Linked DNA regions of Zea mays: region 1 is linked to region 2. A link is a contact called in public Hi-C data. All regions are on one chromosome and are shown on one strand. The core of a region is the stretch at or near the end of the contact, and the rest is flanking DNA. Distances in the headings are between cores, read along the strand shown.

Evidence for each region. Hi-C and Micro-C count contacts between places; a contact is called where the count stands out from the background.
Region 1: a Hi-C map of ear shows a contact between it and region 2, with 1.6 times the contacts expected there. The contact joins the promoter of LOC114574140 here to the promoter of LOC100382248 in region 2. A contact is called at or near these places in 2 of 25 Hi-C or Micro-C datasets (ear and tassel).

The regions. Positions count from the first base shown.
Region 1 is chr6:110,290,078-110,293,860 of Zm-B73-REFERENCE-NAM-5.0, forward strand. It overlaps LOC114574140, which reads right to left and starts at 1,855. Exons shown (of 2, transcript NM_001369711.1): 1 at 1,768-1,855; 2 at 958-1,678. The coding sequence starts at 1,643. The coding sequence ends at 1,245. It overlaps LOC100278599, which reads right to left. Exons shown (of 5, transcript NM_001369712.1): 3 at 3,568-3,783; 4 at 2,700-3,282; 5 at 2,205-2,502. The coding sequence ends at 2,468.
Region 2 is chr6:109,981,004-109,985,027 of Zm-B73-REFERENCE-NAM-5.0, forward strand. It overlaps LOC100382248, which reads right to left and starts at 1,910. Exons shown (of 3, transcript NM_001175001.1): 1 at 1,803-1,910; 2 at 1-547. The coding sequence starts at 515.

The DNA.
Region 1 (3,783 bases), core at 605-3,104, 310 kb after region 2:
AAGGTCTAATCATCCTCCTTCAAGTTTTTATCGGCAGCTTCGTTCAGGAGCCTATCCACAACTTCATCAACTGCTTCATTTGCTATTCTAATCACATCAAGAGCGCTTTTCAGCACCGGATTAGCCTCAGGGTTGTATGGCTCTGGAGGAGGAGAAAGTTAGGCTGCACCAAAGTATAATTTTTTTGTTAATAATGAAGCTAAAAGTATTTACGAAGCTAAAACATGACAAGCATACATATAATCCTTTCACGTTATGCGGCATCTTCAGCTCTTCTCACCTCTTCTGAAGCAATATGAGATTCCTTTTCATTTTGCCTAATAGTTTCGTCTGCCGAAGGTCCTCAAAAACACGGCTAACCATTTGCTTTCAGCATACTATTGAATATTACAGGAGCTTCGTCAACAGAAGAGCTTTGACATAATGCAAGAGGAGCATGACGAAGGAAGTTTCGTCCAACAGACTTCATCATGGTGGAACGGGTAGACAACGTAAGGAGAAGGTGTTGCTCAAGTTGATGAATACAAATGGCGATATTTCCCTTGTAACATCTTGTAATCTTTGTATATAGATATTAATGGCATGAATGTAATAATGTACAAAGCCTCACGGTTGCATATAAATAGATGAACAGTACCTCTTATACTGTTCACGTTGGATTGTAATCGCTCTTGCGTCATCACCTTCGAACAAGCCGAAGGTATTAGGGTAATATAAATTCTGATAATGTATATATATTTATCATGAAATGACTATATGAATGGATAATACATCTCGCATGTATAGGACTTTTATCTTATATGAATGATGAACGATGAATACGTGTTTTTCATGACCTTCATCTGAAGATCATTATATATATCCGAAAGCAGATAATGCTTCGAAGGACAAAGTCCTTAATGTATAACAATTGTGTTGTCTGATTCTTGATCCACAACAACTGAGAACAAGTGATCAACAGGTAATACAGCATTCGTGTTGTTTTATGTCTTAGGTAAACTTGGCCTCCACTTGTGTTTCATGAGCTTCAAGAGTGGCAAGAAGTCATCATCGACATGACAGACCCTTTACAAGGAAAGGTATGTACAAGGAACAAAAAAAGGTACTCTTCCCCTTCTGTATTACTGTATGCAGCGAAAACAAATGAGGGGGGAAAAACAGAGGCCGAAATGCAGGCAAAGGCACCTGCGCATTTGCGGTAAGGCGTAGTACGAACGCTTGTCGCCGCCCGCTGCGTCGCGTCGTCATACGCCGGCCTTCTTGCTCATCTTCATCTCGTGGAGTCCGGAGCCGCTGCCGCTGCCGCGGTGGAGCCTGCACCGGAACGAGCCCTCGTGCACGGTCGGCGAGCAGAGGCACGCCCCGGGGCTCACCGGCAGGTGCTGCTGCTTATTCCTGGCTGTTGTTGTCCGCGGCGTGATGTTCGCGGCGGCGGGCGCCTCGTGCGACGAGGCGCCGTGCTGCTGCTGGTGTCCCGGTGACGTGACGGCGGCGTGGAGGAACAAGGCCATCTTCTCCGGCACCGCGACCTTCTCGATCGGCGCCGGCCTGTCCCCCATGGCAGGTCCAACACGCCCTAACCTAGGAGAGGTGGCGTTCTTGATTGATTCGCCGGCCTCGGTCCACAGTCCAACCGATTCCATCACAAAACATTTAAAACCGATCAAATTAGCAAGAACTGGTTCAAGGATGCAGCCAACACGTTTATTACACACTTGAATCGAAGCAAAAGAAAGTAAACTAAAAGCGCGCATAAGATTTACTTACCCTGAATGTATTGAAATCCAACAATTATGGAGTTAAACTACTAGATCTACTGAATTATCTCTATGGGTTATATGTTGCTGTAGCATAGCAGTAACGAAATGGCGAGAGGTGGTGGAGCTAAAGCGAGCGATTTATCCATGCAAAAGCCTATTTAAAGATCGGAATAGCTATTTTTATCGTGTATTCACGCTACTTGTGGATCAGATATCCATTCGTGTGCATGAGCAGCTAAGCTGCTGAGCCGGAGCTGGAGTCACTATTTTGAGGCCAGTTTATATTTGGGCTCTCGAAAATGTATCCTGTCGTTTTACCAGGAAAAATAATACTTAATTGTGCTGCGGAAAATATGTTACTTAGATTTCCCAAATTGTTTGAGTCGATCATAGATTGTTTGAGCTATCAAGGGTGAGGTTTTGCCTCGTGTCTTTAGTTGAATATTGACAAAAAGGAATTTTTCCAAGATGATAAGTGCCCAGACCTTATTTCTGTTCCATAAAGACGGATGAGGAATTCCTATGGAAAATTTATTTTGGTTCTGTTCTAATCTTGTAATTGACAATAAAAGAAAATAAATAACAATAGCTTCTCTTAATCAGAGTAATAGGAAACTAGCTAGTAATTGACACAACTCATTGGCTTGCAATCTTGTATTTGATGAGCACCAAATATTTCTCGTACATGTAGAAACGGAGTGAACAAATCACATGGTGTTGAAATCGATGCCTGATATCCACGCTGCAATCAAAGATTTAGATGGGAGAGAATAATTAGTAAGCCATGCTTAGCATATTGTATGCTACTCACTGAAATATAAAAGACACATAAGGTCAAGCACAAAACCAATACAAGTCAAGTAGACATTCATCTAATTAAAAAAAAACACACACACACAACTAATAAGAAATGGATATGAAACAGGTCACAAAGAGCACCTGGAATTTGGTTTGTCAAAGTCGACCAAGTCACCTTCACCGACATAGAGGCGAGATCAAAGTTTACTTTTTTACTCACACATCCATGAGTGTTTACTTCAATGGGAATACAGCGTTCAGCGTCGTCTTTTAAGTCATTGTTTTTACCCACTTTGAACTTCAAATGCATCCAAGTATCCTCGAATACAGCAACCGCGTATCTTAAGCCACTTGACTCACCAACAATGCCATTGAAGAGCTGAATTTCTTCTTCTTCTGAATCACTGACAAAAACAAACGAACTGAGAGACAAACGGACACCTTCCTGCGCATGCACTTCTGATATGAAAACTTCTATCGTGGCCTCCACTCCGCATAAAATGCGGGCTACAGTCATGTCAACCGCACCACAATCACCGTTTATGCGATATGTGAATGGTGGCCAGCATGGTGTCCTTAGCTCAGAATAGTCTATCATTCCATCAATGAGCTGTAGATCATCTTCTTCTCGATCTCCATTCTTTATCCTCATATCAAACTCAACAAGTACAGAGGAAACCATTGAGATGCCTCGCTTAGGGCCAGTCATTTCGATAAGGGAATCCTACAAGATTATTATTAGTAGTAGTAGTAGTAGAATTTTTTAATATTATTATTATTATTACTGCTGCTGCTGCTAAAAACAATGGAAGTTGAGTTTCAGTAGTTACAAGCCAACAAAATACTAAGAACTAGAAAATATTCACATAACAGAAAAAGATGCATAATTATAATAACAATGATTATTTATTAAGGAAATACTAAAATATTCCATTGCATTTGTTTATAGCTTTACATTGTAGAATGAACGTACTCCATAAAATAAAGTCACATAAGTACATATACACACCTTTTGCAGTAAAATGGCTTCATCCCTGCTCCGATTGACAATGTAATTAAGCAATAAATCCTGATCATCCCGCACCGCCATGTAACCATATAATTCTACTGAATCTCTTTCGATGGGAATTTTACCCAATGTTAATGAGAAAATTTGCATCATGGGCTTTGGTAAATGCCTAATGCACTTTTCTCGATTAGGCTGGCAATTTGTGGGCTCTGATAA
Region 2 (4,024 bases), core at 660-3,159:
TACAGGCAGTGGCCGCCGGAGCAGCCGCTGACGTAGAGGTCGGAGCAGTAGGACGAGGAGCAGGAGATGTTGGCGTAGGTGGCGGACTTGGTGGGGTCGAAGAGAGGCTCCTTCTGCCGGTAGCAGTAGGCCACGCACGGCTGGCACTGCACCCACGTCGTGTCGCTGCCGGTGTCGAACACCACCGTGAACCGCTCCGCCGGCGTGCCGAGGCGGACGGGCACCACGTAGTTTCCCGTGCCCAGCGCGACCCCGTACGACGCCGGCAGGTCCGTCGTCGACGTGGCGGAGGACGACGAGGGGACGACGATCGACGACGGCGGCGTGCCGGGCCGGAGCTCGACCGGTGCGCCCTGCTTCCGTCGTCTCGCCCGCCCGGTGGTCTCGGCCACGCGGCGGTGGATGTACTCGGCGCGGCGCTGGTCCGCGGCGAGGATCTCCGCGTGGGACGGCGCCTTCCCGTTCCTGTTGTCGGCCAGCGGCGAGCACGGGCCGTGCTGGTGCACGACGGGCATCCTTGTGGGCGGCGCGGCACCTTGTTTTTGCTCTGGATTAATTAATTTTTTCAGACAGATGGTCGGTTCGATACGGGGAAGTTCGGAACTTTCACTTTGCAGTTACCGATTAATTTAGAAAACCGTATCTGTTTGTGAAATTTTGAATCTTTTGGGTGAGAAGCTTTGCAAATTGCCCCGTGGAAAACTTCGGTTTCATTGGAGAAACAGCAGTGAAGAAAACAAGCAGCGCATCATTTTCAGACATGAAAGGTGTTTTTGTATCTAGTGGCCGGTTATTATCGTTCTCTGTACGGGCTTAGCCATTGCTTTAGCTTCTTAGCTGGCCATTTCGACAAGACAACAGACAAGACTCTTATTTTCTCTTAAAATATAATAGAAAACATACACTCTTATTTTCTCTTATGAGTGCTAGATATCTTAGGACCATATAAGAGCTGCTGCTGAATAGATAAGCTAAGCGGATAGCTCCAGATTCTTCATGCTCGCCGGGTCGCCAGCTGAGCTAAGTTGCATTGGAGAACAATGTAATCGCAAGTTTGACGGACAAACTTTTTCTTAAAGTTCATGTCCTTCACTTCTTCGTTCCAATTATGCTACTGAACTCTTCTTTCTTTTGTGTGTGCGTGTCACAACAGCAAAAACACAATTCTCCGACGATCGTATTATGTCCGATGGCTACAGACACTTGTCGGACATAAGAGCTTATGTCCGACGGCTTATCGACAGCCGTCGGATATAAGCTTATGTCCGACGTCCGCCAAATAAACCGTCGGACATAGGTGATTTTAATCCCATCGGACAACCCGCACACGTACTTTCACTTCCTTTTGTTTCACCACGTACATCACACCACCCACAAACGCCACCGTGGGCCCCACCATCGGCCGTTACCTAAGTTAAATGCCGATGGCCCTTTGCGGCCGTCGGACATAGGCTATTTCCGACGGCTGTCGTCGAAAATAACCTTATTTCCCCTGTTACGACCGAGAGACACAGGTATCGTCGGACATAAATCTTCGGTCGTCGAAAACAAACTATTTTCGACAGCTTAGATCTTATATCCTAAGGCTTTGGCCGTTGGGAATTTCGTCGTTTGCTGTTGTGTGTGTAAACTCAATTCAGATTTCATAGTACCTATCTTTATAAGTAAATCCATGACCTACATACAAGTGACTGAAAAGGAAATACGAACTAAAAGAAAAGAACTTACGTAATCCATGCATGAGGTGCAGCAAGACACACACGCACGCATGGGCCCAATCGGTGATGAATGAGCAAACTAACCTGCTTGAGGGGTGGGGCAAGGAGCGGCTGCGGACGGGAGCAGGGACTCCACGTCCAGCTGCACAATGGAGGAGGCGCCCTCTGCACCAAGAGCACCCGCGGCAGCAGCAAGCAGCAGCAGGGGGAGCAGCCAGCGGGCCTGGCAGCAGGAGGACGCAGCCATGGCGGCACCGGCCTAGCTAGCGGTTGGCCGCGTCTGGGGTGCTACCGGCTCCGCGAGCTGCACCTGTCACGTCCTGTTATCGTCTGCGTATACATATAGGGCTATAGGCCCTGCAGCCGGGGGGGCTCGAGAGAGAATTCGTGTAGTGCAGTAGCTGGGTGGTCTATTTTGGCGTGCTCCTGCTGCATTGTCCCTCTCCTTCAGTCGGGGCAGATCGATCGGTTTTGCTAGACAGACACAACTTTCTTTCTTTTTTTTCGAAAGGTAAGACAGATACAAATACAACTGAAACGAATTGATCGTCTGGCTGCCGGCCTGTATGTGTTAAAGTGTTTTCAGTATGCTGCTCATCCCCTGACCCGGACGAGCAGGAAGGATGGGAGAGGTTCAGGTTCATTCAGGTGGCAACTGCACAGAGGAATAGGAGCACCCAAAAAATTGTCCGTCTATGTATCTGCTGCTGCTAACTAAGTTGTTGTTTAGTTCACATATTTGTAATATGATGGATAACTGGTAATATTAAATCATGTTTAGGGTTTAGATCTAATCGTTATGTTATATTTCGTGAACCAAACAACACTTATAAATGGCCACCGAAAAAAAAGTTGCTTCGGTGTTTTTAGTTTAAACGTCCACTTGGCCATTTTGTATCCACCTCTTTTGTAATGCAAAACACAGCAGGGGTTGGTTAAGCGTGTACATTAGCACGTAAAGCTTCACTGTCCATGCACGTCCCTGTCGCGCAAGGACTGCCGCATCGTCATTTGGATAGACAGCACAACGGTCTTCATGATGAGCTACATACAGTATTCCTGCCCATGCATACATCTATATCCGCAAGCAGCAGCTCCATACGGCATTGTTGGGGTACTGTACTATTCACGTTAATCCATATCTATTGAGGTGGACGTGGATTAGCGTGAATACTAGAGTACTTAAATAAGGCCTACCGGATAATTCAGCAAGATTCAATTTCCATATGTTTCAGCAAAAAAAAGGTTGTGTAATTGTCGAGTAATGTTGTAGGTTTATAGGTTTCATACTGAACTTTTTTTTATTGTCGACGGGGGGAGGGGGGGACCTCTACCTGATATATTGCAGCAGGCACGCTCAAGAACCCTAAGCAAGGAGTAACAAAGTTTCACATGCGGGAGATGGCGAGGGTGAGGGAATCACACCAAGCCAAAGCTAGCCTCCTATATATTACAAGGCTTGAGCCGGTAAGCCCAAAGGCAGGCGTCTTCCAGACAAACGTGAAGAGTGACAACAATAGATGTTGGTTCTCTCTAAAAACGAAGTGATTGTGCCTCTTCTATAGGTGCCAGCAACACAAAGCAATGAAGGTGGGGAACGCGCCGTCGTTGATGGAGCTGAGGCACAAGAGCAGATGGAGCCTAGAGCTCCTGGCGGAGGCATTTGACGTTGACACCAACAGTGGCCTAGAAGGCGCTAGCAAACTCACACTGAAGTTTCATACTGGACTTACTGCAAGTGCGTGGATAATTCATTTGAGTAAGTTTTGTTAAGGTTTCTAAGACCCTTTAGGATCTAACTGAGTTCTTAATTCCTTTCTATTAACTCTACATACATGTGCTTATAGATCTAGCTAGAGAGGTTGGGAGAGGGAGAAACTTGGTGATATACCTTCTGGTGGTCCGATGTTGAATGCGGCGTTGGTTGCTATAGTGGCACCCTGTGTCGGTGCGCCGCCATCATTCATGTACTCATCGTCGGGCCTAGCCCTGAGGGGGAGGCAGGGTATGCCACCACTTAAGGTCCCCAAAGTTAGAAGGGCCCTCGTCCAACCCAAATACATATATACATACGGTATACATAGGTGTCAGAAGAAATTTTATACGATGAGAAGTGACGAGTAAGTTTTTATGATTTCAATCAGCGTTATTTTGTAAACACTAATGTGTAATAATCTATATTATAGTAAGTTATATGCAATATTTTTTAATAATATATGTTTATTAGATGATATATATACATATTTATATATAGTTATATGGGGATTCCATATAAATTTACGCTTAGTCCCCCTGAAATGTCAGGA